Linked DNA regions of Anas platyrhynchos: region 2 is linked to region 1. Evidence: chromatin contacts called from public Hi-C data. All regions are on one chromosome and are shown on one strand. The core of a region is the stretch at or near the end of the contact, and the rest is flanking DNA. Distances in the headings are between cores, read along the strand shown.

What was found. Hi-C and Micro-C count contacts between places; a contact is called where the count stands out from the background.
Region 2: a Hi-C map of subcutaneous adipose tissue shows a contact between it and region 1, with 4 times the contacts expected there. The contact joins the promoter of FXN here to the enhancer-like site in region 1. A contact is called at or near these places in 5 of 8 Hi-C or Micro-C datasets (F5 follicle, liver, skeletal muscle and 1 more).

The regions. Positions count from the first base shown.
Region 1 is chrZ:37,512,292-37,519,103 of IASCAAS_PekinDuck_T2T, reverse strand. The region is part of intron 3 of TJP2 (tight junction protein 2); the gene reads left to right. Among named protein-coding and RNA genes, the nearest start is that of TJP2, 31 kb to the left of the region's middle. Within about 2 kb of position 2,828, at least 2 of the 8 cell types and tissues checked have an H3K27ac peak or open chromatin away from gene starts, as enhancers often do.
Region 2 is chrZ:37,556,602-37,563,413 of IASCAAS_PekinDuck_T2T, reverse strand. FXN (frataxin) reads left to right here and starts at 2,661. Exons shown (of 5, transcript XM_027446906.3): 1 at 2,661-2,883; 2 at 3,313-3,392; 3 at 4,751-4,871. The coding sequence starts at 2,749.

The sequences.
Region 1 (6,812 bases), core at 1,579-4,078:
AAGTATAGCAACAACGTGAACAGAAATAAATGCTTTAGGTTTTATGGTTAAAGTGAGTAGAAGTGATGAAGTCAGACAACCTTTAAAGCTATTTGGGATTAGAGGGACCGTAAATTTAGCGACCTGTCATTACCTTCCTTGTAGCGTTCAGGAAAAAATGTGTACAGCACCTTATTCCATACGGTATTACACGTGAAAATCCAGGAAAACTTTGAAAAAAGAAACAGTGCGTACATGTGTGTGTATATTATATATACAGATATATACGTAAGCACACACACACACCCTGGAAAGTGAAAATAATTTATATGCTGCACACTCAAGAGCTATTGATCTAGCGGCCTTTTACCTAGGTTAGTTTTGATCTTCAACTGAAATTGCGCTATTTGCAGCTTCTTATGTCCTGAAGCATTTATTTTGAAAAGAGGTGGTGGGGAAAAGCACTTTATTGCAAGATTGAGCATGCACTGAGCTGAGAGGTGAGGCTTGTGCTTTCCCTTAGGACCCCTGCTGTGCCTGTGTAAGTGAATGTTCCAGGGCTCCTCTACTGGAGCAATGCTGCCATGTCCCAGAACACTAATGGAAAGCAATTTCTGTTGTTCTCTGAAACAATGTGAACAGAAGAAATAAAAAAGGGAAGAAAAAAAAAAACTCTGATGGAAAAAATGTTAGTTTCCAAAGTGCTACTTCTCAAGAGGCAGAAATTGCTTTCTGAAAAATGAAGAGAATAATACATTTTTGCTCTTCTTTTTTTCCCCTGGAAATGGGGTATGTTTTCTCAAAAATGGCAATTTTGTATTTGAATTGAAGCTGTTCCCTGTGCAAATTTTGAACAATTGGTTGTTTCCTGTTGGGGGAAGCACTAGAACAATTGCTGCATAATTTCAGTAGGGTAATAACAGAAGTGTTGTTGGGCAAAAGATACCTGAGGGGACTTGCTCCTGAAATAGATCTAAGCTGTATTTCTGAGGGTCTTTAAATTTTTGGTAGGTATGACCTGTGGATCTTGGAGCTGTATTCTGGTTGTAATCAGTTTTTTTCTTATTGAATGGACTTTTGTTTAGTTTGTAATGAGATACTGTGCTGTTCTTTGATGCATATGTATGTATCTAAGCTCAACAGAATTCATCTGTAACAAAAGCAATCTACTCTGCTCATCCTTTCCACTCCCTTCCAGCCTTTTTAGAACTTTTACATGTATGTTCTTGGTGTAGCATGTCAAGGTTGTAAACTGATCATGAGTTTACATCCCAAATTTGTTACAGTCTACTGGGAATATACCTCTTTTTGCCCTTCACATCATTATTTTCTTCATGGCAGTGCTAAATAAGGACTGCTCTTCATAGCACATTGTCAGAAGAGCTCAGGTAGCTGTTTTTGCATTTGTCCACTTCTAATAGTTACAGAGGGAGCAGTTGTTAAAAACATAGTTGTGCAATAAGTATTATAGTTTTAAAAACACCATATAATCCTATATACATGTAGCTTCTAGGTGCTGAATTGGAATGACTGTCATTCTTACTGGCAGAGATAACAAGTACTGTGGAATATAAGTGGACTTTAGAAAGTTCCTGTGTGTGTTTTGCTCGCCTTTTCCATTTTAATGACAAATTACAGCTTTGTCTGAGGTCCTTTGAGGTGTCCTCATTCTGCTGATGAGAAGTAGGAGCAGGCAAGTGTAAAGGTACTTAACTACTTCCATTCAGGTCAAATTACAATAAAGAATTCAGGCTAGAATAAAAAGCTTTACTCCAAAAACATGGCAGTGATTCTTTTTATTTTTAGTACTGAATGTAGTGTTTCTAACTTTATATAGAGAGTCATTTTGTATTGGTTCAAAGCTCTTGTTTAGAATTTTTCTGCTACTTATTCCCATGGGGTCTTGGTGGGATTGATAAGTAATGCGTATGGTTTATCTCTAGAGTATTGGATGTTTTTCCCTTTGGGGGGACGTCTATTTCCTTTATATAAACTGTGCGATTAATCCTGGAACTAGTTGTGGAAGAAAGTGACTTAATAAAGCTGAAATTTAAAAAAAAAAAAAAAAAAGGCATGTTTGTCTGATAATATAGAATGTGTGCTCCTAAAAATTGAGATTAAAGGAAAACAAAACAAAAACACTAATACCATGTCTTAACAGAATTATAGAATCACAGAATGGTTTGGGTTGGAAGGACCTTAAAGATCACCCAGTTCCAACCCCCTGCCATGGGCAGGGACACCTCCCACCAGACCAGGCTGCCCAAAGCCCCATCCAGCCTGGCTCTGAACACCTCCAGGGATGGGGCATCCACAGCTGCTCTGGGCAGCCTGTGTCAGTGCCTCACCACCTTCAGAGTAAATAACTTTTTCCTTATATCTAATCTAAACCTACTGTCTCTTATTTTAAAGCTATTCTATCACTACACTCCCTGACAGAGTCCCTCCCCAGCTTTCCTGTAGGTGGCCCCCCTTTAGGGACTGGAAGGCTGCTGTAAGTTCTCCCTGGAGTCTTCTCTTCTCCAGGCTGAAGAACTCCATCTCCCTCAGCCAGTCTTTGTAGGAGAGGTGCTCCGGCCCTTTGATCATCATGGTAGCCCTCCTCTGGGCTAGTTTTAACATGTCCATGTCCTCCTTGCACTGTGGGCCCCAGAGCTGAACACAGTGCTCCTGCTGGGGCCTCACCAGAGCAGAGGAGGGGAATCACTTCTCTCACCCTGCTGGCCACACTGCGTTTGTGTGGGTACGGATACACAGCCCAGGATACAGTAGGCTTTATGGGCTGTATGCACACGTGGTTGGCTCCTGTTGAGCTTCTCATCCAGCACCACCCTTGTGTCCTTCCCCTCAGGGCTGCTCTCAATCCTTTCTCTGCCCAACCTATATTTGTGCTTGGGATTGCCCCAGCTCAGGATAGGACCTTGCACTTGGCCTTGTTGAACTTCTTGAGTTCCAGAAGTTTCATGAGTTCAGAGGCCTACCTCTAAAGCCTGTCCAGGTGACTCTGGATGGCATCCCTTCCCTTCAGTGTTGACAGCACCTTGGGGTCACTGGCAAACCAGGTGAGGGTGCGCTCAATGCCCCTGTCCATGTCAACACCTTTCCTCATCAGATCCTCTGTCACCTGGGAAAGAATTTATCATTAATTCATTGCAGGAACCTCCTGGGTTGCCCATGCCCTGCTGTGCTGTCCCTCCAACAGGTGCCAGAGTGGTTGAAGTCCCCCGTGAGGACCAGGGCTTGTAAACATGAGGCTGCTTCTCTCTTCCTGTGGAGGGCCTCAGCTGCTTGGTTTTCCTGATCAGGTGGCCTGTAGCAGACCCCCACTAAATGTCACCTGTCCCTGCCCTCCCTTTAATCCTGGCCCACAGGCTCTGTCAGCTCCTCACCCATCCCCAGGCAGAGCTGCATGCACTCCAGCTGCTCCTTTTTTTTTTTTCTTTTTTTTTTTCCCCTGCCTGTCCTTCCTAAAGAGCCTGTATTCCTCCATTCCAACACTGCAGTCACAGAGCCGTCCCACCACTTCTGTGTAATGTCGGTGAGCTCATAGCCCTGCAGGCGTGCGTACACCTCTAACGCCTTGTTTACTCCCTGTACTACAGGTGTTAGCACAGAGATGTTTGAGTTGGGCCCCGATGAAGCTGGCTGGCGTGGCCGGAATTCCTTTGTGCCAGTCTTCAGGTGCTCTCCTGCTGGGCGATTCTTGTCATTTTGTAGTCTGAAATAAAAGTTTCAAGGTAGGATTTCAGCCTAGGAAGATATTGGACCTTTCTCAACGTTTCTTTTATTTATTTATACAGATTGTATCTATGAAAATCGCTCAAATGCCAAACTATTCTGAAAAATAATTTAAGATATTGTATAATAATGAATCCAGCTCTTCACAGAAATGGCCATTTTATGTGTGAAAGTGATAGTCTCAAGTTGCGAAGTAGGAACAACAGCCTTACTCAACTTTCTGTGCAGCAAGGGGGACTGCGTAGGCCTCTGTTACAGACAGCATCACCGCACCACCTAGTGGCTCTCCGGATTAATTGCGAGTCGTTCACTGAATCTGTGCTCAGTGTTTTCCCAACCTGCATGGATTGTCGACATTTTGAGGAAATAACTTGTCAGCTTGTCTTCTATGAGTTTCCTAAAGATGCTCGTTTCTAGAGGCAAAGAAACAGAAACCTTGGTGGGCCTGAGTAGAAGAAATCATCTTAAGAAAACAAGCAAACAAATGAACAAAAATATTTGGGGATTTTATTAGCTTTTTCTAAAGTCGCCTGAACAAAAAATGCTATTGGAAATTCTTAATTCTGCTCTTTCTTTCTCTCAAAATGGTTAGTCTGCTTTCTGAAAGTCTTCAATATAATGAAGTGAGTGTCAGGCTTTAAGTGTTAGGAAAACAAGTTTCCTATGCAGTATCGTTTTGGCATTGACAGATTAAAACAAAACAAAAAAAACGAAGTTCCATGAGAAACAGTTAATATTTTTTCCACATATGCATTATGAGACTCACATATGAGACTGCATATGAGACTGACATATGCATTGCACAATTATATGTACAACCTCCCTGGTTTTGTTTAGGAGTTTCTCTAATACATAATTAAAATCAATAAAACTATTCAGAGATTATGTGCTTTACTCAGTAATCCAGGAAAAGGATTTCTAATACCACATTCTGTAGTGGCTTTTTTGTAGCATCCAGGCTATTTGTTATCCCCTTTATTATAGGGAATTGAAGAGTAATTAAATACCTGCAGAACTCAAATCCTGTGTTTCTATTTTGATCTGACTTTAACTGTATCCAGGCAAAATTCTGCAAAAAAAATCTTTGAGCTGAAGATGCCATTTTGATTTCACCCCTGTGAACCACTCTAAGAGTTACAGCGCAGGGACTGCTATAATGGGCAGATTGTGTGATATCCTTCATTGCATTTAAGCTTCATATGTCACACACACACTGTGAGCTGGATTAAGTGATACAGTTTGAATTAAAAAGCAAACAACTTATCAGAGCTCTGGATCAGTGGAGATGTTGTGCATGTATGCAAGTTTTTTCCATCTCCTTTCACTTTTAAATAAATAATAGTAATTATGTACTAGAAGATCTGGAACATTGCAGTATGAATTAGAAGCAGGGCTACAGTGAAAATGGGACCGAGATGTGTGTTCGTCACTTAGCCTTCCCAGTAGTGTGGTGAACAATATGGTTGCCCTTTGTCTCTTCAGTTCTGCAGCAGAATCATGGAATCATTAAGGTTGGAAAAGACCTTCAAGATCATCTGGCACAACCATCCCCTACCACCAATATCACCCACTAAACCATGTCCCTAAGCACCATGTCCAACCTTTCCTTGAACACCCCTAGGGATGGTGATTCCACCACTTCTCTGGGCAACCCGTTCCAATATCTGACTGCTCTTTCTGAGAAGAAGTATCTCTTCATTTCTAACCTGAGCCTCCCCTCGTGCAACTCAAGGCCACTCCTAGTGCTATTGCTAGTTATCTGAAAGAAGAGGCCAACCTCCTGCTCCCCACAGCTTCCTTTCAGGTAGCTGCAGAGAGCAATGAGGTCTCCCCTGAGCCTCCTCTTCTCCAGACTAAACAACCCCAATTCCCTCAGCCTCTCCTCACAGGACTTGTGCTCCAGGCCCTTCACCAGCTTCGCAGCCCTTCTCTGGACACGCTCCAGGGCCTTGATGCCCTTCTTGTAGAGAGGGGCCCAAAGCTGAACACAGTACTCAATGTACAGCCTCACCAGAGCTGAGTACAGGGGGATGATCACCTCCCTGCTGGCTACATTTGCTTCCTAAGCAAATATTTCACCCGTTTTCCAAGACATAATTTGTGATTTGTTTCATTTGAAACAGCAGAGCATAGAGGTGTCTATGTGTAGAGCATAGGTGACTATAAGAACAATTTTGAAATCCATCTACAGGGTGATACAGAGCTGGTGTTGTCTTGATTCTGTGGGGGGCTGTTCTTGGAAATTATTTCCCTCAGTTTGGAGTGCATATAAGCTGTTGATGGACCTCTGTGAAAGTTTCTGGCGGCCTCACCACAGCAGAGTACAAGGGGACAATCACCTCCCTGGCCCTGCTGGCTACACTATTCCTGACACAGGCCAGGATGCCGTTGGCCTTCTTGTCCACCTGAGCACACTGCTGGCTCATGTTCCTAGTAAAAAAGCCTGATAATATGTCATCAATCTGCTTGTTACAGGCAAATTACCTTTTCTATGTCCTGTTGCAAAGTATTTGTTTTTGTCATGTAATCTGGGAAAAAAAAACAAAAGCTATATCAAAAGTATAGGCTTTAACTAATAAGGGGAAGATGGGACTGGTGCACTGCTTCTTTCCACTTTTCTCCTTCAAAGGATGTCATTCCAGTGCTGAGCTGTAGGTATACTTACTTATACAGTGACAGGGCTTGTGTTTATTGTTTTTTGGTTTGTTTGTTTGTTTGCTTTTAAGCTCCTGCATCCTGATGCATACCCTAGCAGCCATCTTGATTCTACTCGAATGTGGGAGTAGGACTGGTGTTCCTAAATACAGTTTAAGTACAATCCGTTGGTCTTTTGGGGTTTGCTCTATTAGTGTAGGAGCCTACACAAAAAGTAGGAAATATGTCAGTTAAGTGTCTTTTTTTTTTTTTTCCCATGAAGCGTTGCCTTTACTTTAAAGATCTGCAGATAAATATTTTTTCTTATCTTCGTAGATCCTACTCATACATTTGTATACAATGGAGATTCTTGATGAAAACATTTAAGTTGGAGCCTTCTTACTTCAAAGGGGCTTGAGTACCCTTATTTGCAGCTGGGTGAAAGGCCCAGTAAAGGTGCA
Region 2 (6,812 bases), core at 1,412-3,911, 44 kb before region 1:
AGTGCTGAGTTTAAGCACCAGACTAACTTCCAGAAGGCAAATATATGTCATTTTTTCCCCAATTATCTAGCAAGCTGTAGTGTCCAAATCATTTGTCCTTTGAAAGACTCCTAAGGACACACAGCTTAAATGCAACCATTCTGACCCAAAACAGAAAGTCTGTATTCCTGTACTAAATGATTCAGAGCATGAGCTACCCTTTGTGTACAGTCTCTTTTAACAGTCATTTATAAATGAAAACAGTAATTTAATACTTGCGAAAATAAATCCTGTATAGACTGGAACCTGGGAAAACCTTCTCCAAAGCACACGGACTTAAAACCCCATGGTTGCACTGAGGGGAAAGAGGGTTTACAGCTAAGCAATGTTAATGATCAGTAACTTGGAATCCATTTCTTTCTCTAACACGTGAAATAGTGTAAAACTTTAAACACCAACAATTATAAAGGGCTTTTAGGATGTGTATGTTTAATGCCTGGATATTTGTTTTCTCTTCATTTTGCATTGGTAGCACTTTGATAAAAATTCAAAGATGTTTATCTATGAAGAGGATATGGCAATACATGTCAAGTAAAAATAAAATACGTACAGAAGGCATAGGCATAAATAGTCAGCTCCCTGGGGTGTTAAATTGATATATTGGACTATTTATCAAGGTCTAAACAGATGGAACTCACCACAGGGAGCAAAATTTGAAGAATGAGGGCACAAACGTGGTGCAGTGGTATCTGAATATTCTGGCTCTGTAAACTGCCCAGAAAGAAAAAGCACAGGTTGGTGCCTGCTTACTGATACATTGTGAATAACTCCAGATATGTGTATTTGGCCCTGTAACTTAATCATATAGTACTGAGAGGTTGAGCTTTGCCTTTACTAATAGCACTGAATAGTCATCCTCAGTTATTAAAAAAAAAAAAAAAAAAAAAAGAGTACTTTGTGACTTTGTGTCCTTGCAGTAGAATTCAGCAGTTTGAAAACACTAACTCCTATCCCCAGATCTGTTTTCCTGGTGCCTTTGCTTATGCTGCAGGTAAGTTCATTTCATATAACTTGATATTACTTGCCCAAACCCAGAACGCTAGGCAGTGGTAAAGGTCATATAAAAGAGGTCATGTGCTCCAGCTGTGCTACACAGAGGCCATTTGCTGACCCCTTTTTGCCAGGATGCATGCAGTAGCTCACAGATTGATACTGACTCTTTACAGACTGAAGGCACAAGGCCTGAGCTTGCAGCCACTTTGCATCTGGAAATGCTTGGCAGGTATTTTATGCCAGCCTAAAAAGGTACGGATAGCAACTTGCTGTGGTATGAACATTAATCTAAGGAACAAGGATCGTGACAAAAAACGTAATGAATCATTGGAGAAATCACATTCTTTGTACCCTTTCGAAGTTGTGGAAACAATCATCTCTGGTAGTAATGCACTGTGAAATTCATTACCGTGAACATTGTTGTCAATTTCTTGAGAGTTTCGAGACTAAGAATGCTAACAATGAAGAAAATGCTCCATCTACGCTAATTCATTGACTTGTTATTAACTTAGAAACAAGAGATGCACGTTTCCTACTGAGAGTTGCATGTAACCTTGGACCATTAAAGAAAAATCACTGAAACTACCTGGAAACTACCAGAAAATATAATGTTTTATAGAAATGGCAAACTAGATAGGATGCTGTATAGGAATGGCAAAGTATAAGCAGGCACTATCTTTTACTAAAATAAAAAAAAAAAGCATTCTTCCAGCTGCTTTACCCTCTCCCCACCAACGTATGAAAAAAGAACTGTTTGCTTTACTAACATATTTTTTGGACTGATAAAAGTTATTTCTCCCTGCAAGCTTTATCTCAACGTTTAGACCACTGTAGCTGCAAAAACACAAGTAGTTTCTTCCAGTAGTGATAAGCACGTGGGATCAGTCTTCAAGGAACAAGAGAGCATCTTGTGTCCAGATGACATATAAAAACTGCAGTGGCAGACTGCAACAAGGACGCATACAGTCCGAGAGAAGGCACTCGCAACAGAACAGCACTCAGGACACTGCTGGAAAGAGACGGGGTGGCGAAGCGAAGTTACCTGGTTTGGTAAAACCGCTTTCAACTACACACATCAAAAGTCTCAGTTGAAATGTGCACAGCCTACTTGAATTCTCTGGGTTTTGGGCTGAAAGAAAAACAAACAAACAAACAAACATAAAACACACCAAGTTTTGCTTTAACAAACAAACAAACAAACAAACAAACAAGAAACAAAAAAAAAAAACAAACAAACAAACAAACAAACAAAAAAAACAACCAACCAAAGAAACACACCAAGTTTTGCTGAAAAGCTGACGGCCTATTTCCTGAAGCATCGCAAGGTGCCAGCTGTTTACTCCAGTGAGTTTTAGACGTGTAAAAACGCAGCACACGGTAATCAAGCAGTAAGCGCCTGTTAGTTCTTATCTATCTCCATGGTAAGTCTTTTGCTTTTTATTTATTTTTGTTCTGTGTGTGTGTGTGTGTGTGTAAGTAACGCTTTCCACACCGCTCCCCAGCTCCACACCGCCCCGCCGGGCCGGCAGCCCGAGCCGGGGCAGCGCCTGTGGGCGCCGGGGCCGAGCCGCGCTGCGCTGCTCCCCGCGGCGCCGGCGGAGGGCGGTAGCGGCCTCGCGGCCTCCCGTTAGCCGCCGCCGGGCCGGGCCGGGCCGGGCCGGGCCGTGCGGTGCAGGCTCCTCCCCGGCCGCTTCCTCAGCGAGCGGCGGCGGCGGCATGTGGAGGCCGGCAGCGCTCTGCGCCGTGCGGGCGGCGCGGCGGGCGGCGGCGCGGCGGCGAAGCGCTGGCCCCGGGGGCGCCCCGCTGGAGCGGGCCGGGGCCGCGGCCGCCGCCACCGTCCGCGGCCGGGCGGTGAGTGCGGGGCCGGGAGGGGGGCGGGAGGGGAGCGGGGCGGCCTCGGGCCTGCCCCGCGGCCGGGGGGGCTCCTCCGGCACCGCGGGGTTGGAGCCCGGGGGGGAGCCCGAGTGTGGCTCGGGCCTCCTCTGTCATTTTGTGTTACAGCGAAAAAAATAGCTCTCCATTCTATATCTATATTTATTTTTATTTTTTTTCTCACTCGCTTGTAACAGAAAACAAGGATGTTACTGATGGACTCAGTCATGCAAGGGACTAAAGCTGCATAATTCTTCCGGTATTAGCTCTGTAATACAGAATATAAATATTTTACTTGAGGACGGCGAGGTCTTCAAATCTGTTCAGTTTGTGTGACCACTACATGATTCATGCTCCTCGCGTTTTAACGTTTAATTCCCTTTTACTGACATTTATTTTCGACAGCAGCTACAGTGTGCGTCGGAGCTGAAGAGCAGGGCGGTGCGGTTTGTGAGTGTGAGAAACGCAGGGACTCTGAGTGACAGAAGGTAAATGTTGTTCTGAGAATATTCCCAGACTATGTTATTCATATGAAAATATCGCCTGTGCCTTCTAAAACAATTGTAGATGTGGTGCAGCTATCAAACTAATATAATGTTGATACAATGATTCACAGGAAAAGTACAGTTCTAGGGAAAATCATTTTGTGTGTGTCTGGGAGGCTACACAGGGAACAACTCCTGTACCGAAAGGTGGGTGCCTGGCACCATCTCACATTGTCAGGGAACATGAAAATTGTGCCTTTCACAGGCAGGATGTGACAGGGTACCCGTGAGAGACTTCTCCCTGGATGATGCTGCAGTTGGAGGCCCAGTTAAATATTGTGCAGATGTCTAGAATGGTGCTTACCATTAGGTACCTGAATTGCATCCTGAATCAGTACGTGAGTCCTGCCTAATCCTCAGGCCTTCTGTTCTCTGGAACTGTAGGTATTTCTGTGGTATCCCTGAGGTAAGTGGTGTGGAGTGTGTTTTGGTAATTGACTAATAAGAAATGTTTTTAAAGAGTACATTCTACATCAGGTGAAATATACCGAGTCCCCGTAGATCACAGTAACTCCTGTTTTGCTGTATCTCTTAGCAAAACAAGTGATTTCACCAAATTGTCTGTTGGTAGAGATACCAACAGAATCTTTAAAACAATCTTTAAAAGCTGACACTGCTACAGTTTTTTAAGAAAAACTTCAGTGATTTGATAGCATTTCTAGACTTAAAGAGGATAACAGAAGCGGTTTCGTAAGTGTTGTAAGCCTTATGTAATGGCTACAAGGGTTCTTTGAGAAGCTGAAGAAGTTAATTGTAAAAGCATTAGTTCATGTGTGCATTTTAAATGATAACTAGTTGGTAATTCCAGGGGAGAAATCAAGTGCTGCATGTAGACATGACATTTGACATTGATGTTTCTAAATCTCTGCTTGTAGCTACATTTGGTTCCGTATAGTCAAATTACTTGTGCTTCTAAACGGGAGAGTCTTGTGTCTATCCATACAGTTTCAAACATTAACTATGGCTTCCTTTGTTCTTACAGAAGGTTCTTCTATGAAAATGCCTTATTTTGACACCTAACTCTATCTTCCTAATACTCATAGGTCACTATTATCTAAAAAAAGAAGTACATGGTCTTTAATTGGAGTTCTCTACTACACAAATTTTAAAATTCCACCTCCATTTATAAGGTGTGTTGTTACCTGCCTATATCACCTTTAAAAAAAAAAAAAAAGACTGCTTGTTTAATGTGATTGTTTCATGATTACTGTGTCCTCCACGGTCTTGGTATTTTTCATTATATGGAAAATTCTGCCTTCCATGTCTTCCTTCCTAATTATGTGATCTTATGTTGTTCGTAGCTCTTTAGATGAGACCACTTATGAAAAACTGGCTGAAGAAACACTGGACTCCTTAGCAGATTTCTTTGAGGACCTAACCGATAAGCCTTTTACCCCAGAAGATTACGATGTCTCTTTAGGGGTATGTTTTAAATATTCTGTTAACACTTTTAATTACTGTAGATTTATTTCTTTGAAAGAGAATTTTAAACTAGTCACCTTAGGGACAGAACTTAAAAAGTATTTCTTTTACAGCTTTACTGCTAAAAATATGCCTCTTCTACTGACTATTTTGGTAAAAAGTGATGTGGTTATCTGATTTGACAATTTAAAATGTTTAGTCTGTAGGGAAAGGCGTAATATAGAATAATGACTGAGCCTAAGAGGAGGTAGAGACCACTGTCGAATCAGAAATCAATTTCTATGTCTTTCTAAATTTACATTGATTTCTGACATCAGCAACCCGAATCTTCAAGGTAAATGCTAGAGCAGGCCTATGTGGTGTAGTATGTGTAAATCACGTTACTGGTAGAGCAGTTTCACTGATGGCCATGAGTACTGAGAGGGAGCATGTGCCTTGAACAGCCGTGACAGATTATGTTTGATCTGCCTCTGATAAAGGTTGAGCCTGTGGTGAAGAGGATCAACGGAGGATGTCTCAACAGGTTGTTGCAAAACTGAGAAGTGAGCATGCACAGGGAGAAGGCTTTGGTCACATGAGACGCTGCGTGGCTGATAGCCTGATAGTTGGAGCCTTTAACAGGTCACCCACTCATATTGCTTTACAGGGTGACAGACAGAAATGGCCACTGTATTTCTTTAAGGAGTTTATTAGTTTTATGTAAAATTGCTGAAATGGGTTGTATCTTAAAACCATATACGTGACTAGGAGGAAAGTGCATTTCTCCCTACACTGCTGTCTGCAGCGCAGGTCTTTCCATAAAGCTTTTTTTTTTTAATTATTATTTTGCATAACTACTGTTCCCTGTTCCAATCTTACCATTTGGAGATTGCTTTCTGCTAGCTCTCTCAGTTAAGTTTTTATGCTCAGGACATTGAACCAGATGGTTTGGGTTATACGGAGGTGGGGGGGAAACAAACAAACAAAAACACAACTGTAGTTTTCAGACCTGCTCCTGTGCAACTTTATGTCATCATAATGTTTATTATTTATTTTTCATAGCTAAGATAAAAAGTAACATATTGTTAGTTAGATTCTGTTCTTGCGCTTAGCACATATTATTCCTTGCTTTAATCAATGTGTGATAACATTGTGTCTAATTACTTTTCTGGTGAATAGCAATGAATTGTTTAACTATTACTATTCCGTATGTTTCAGCATATTTTCATCTATTAGACTGATTTAAAGAGCTTAAGACAAAAATTAGCAAAAACATTGTCATTAACCTCTGTAGTATTTTAAAGTTTGTTATCTGAAGGTTATGAATTGGTTTCTGCCGTAATCTTGTCTCCAGGCACTGCAGAGTGTTTTGCGCTTGACATGCACTCCCTCTGGGGCTCTAAAGAGTTGTTTGTACATCCATCCTAACTTTTACGTGTACGCCTTTGTTGCACAGACTGTACGATGAATACTGCCTTGAAAGTTTCTGTTGAGAGATAAGGGTTGAATAGTGCCAGGTTTACCGAGGGTAATTCCAGACAAGCAAGGCTAGTGCTGCAGCAAGCCACAAGGTGGCGAACGTGGTGAAGGTCTTCTTATACCTATGAGTTCTTACTAAACTTCATTTCTTCACACAACTTACATATTCGTGTCCAGAAGGAAAAAAAAAAATCTATTTTGAGGAATATATACGTTTTTCCAGAAGCCCTAAAACATTCATATGATAGTAAAAAACATATGCAGTAGAATTTCTTAAAATATGATCAAAGTATCTTGCATTTAAAGTTCCTAACAGCTCAAGTTGTCTTTTCTATTATTTCAAAAGTGCTGCCAAATGTAGGGTTAAAAGTTTTAAAAACCCAGCACTAGAAGTTAACCTTTACAATGACAGAGCAATAGTACTCTGCCACAGCTGACACATAATGTAAGCAATGGTATAAAATGTTGTTAATTCTTTGGAAA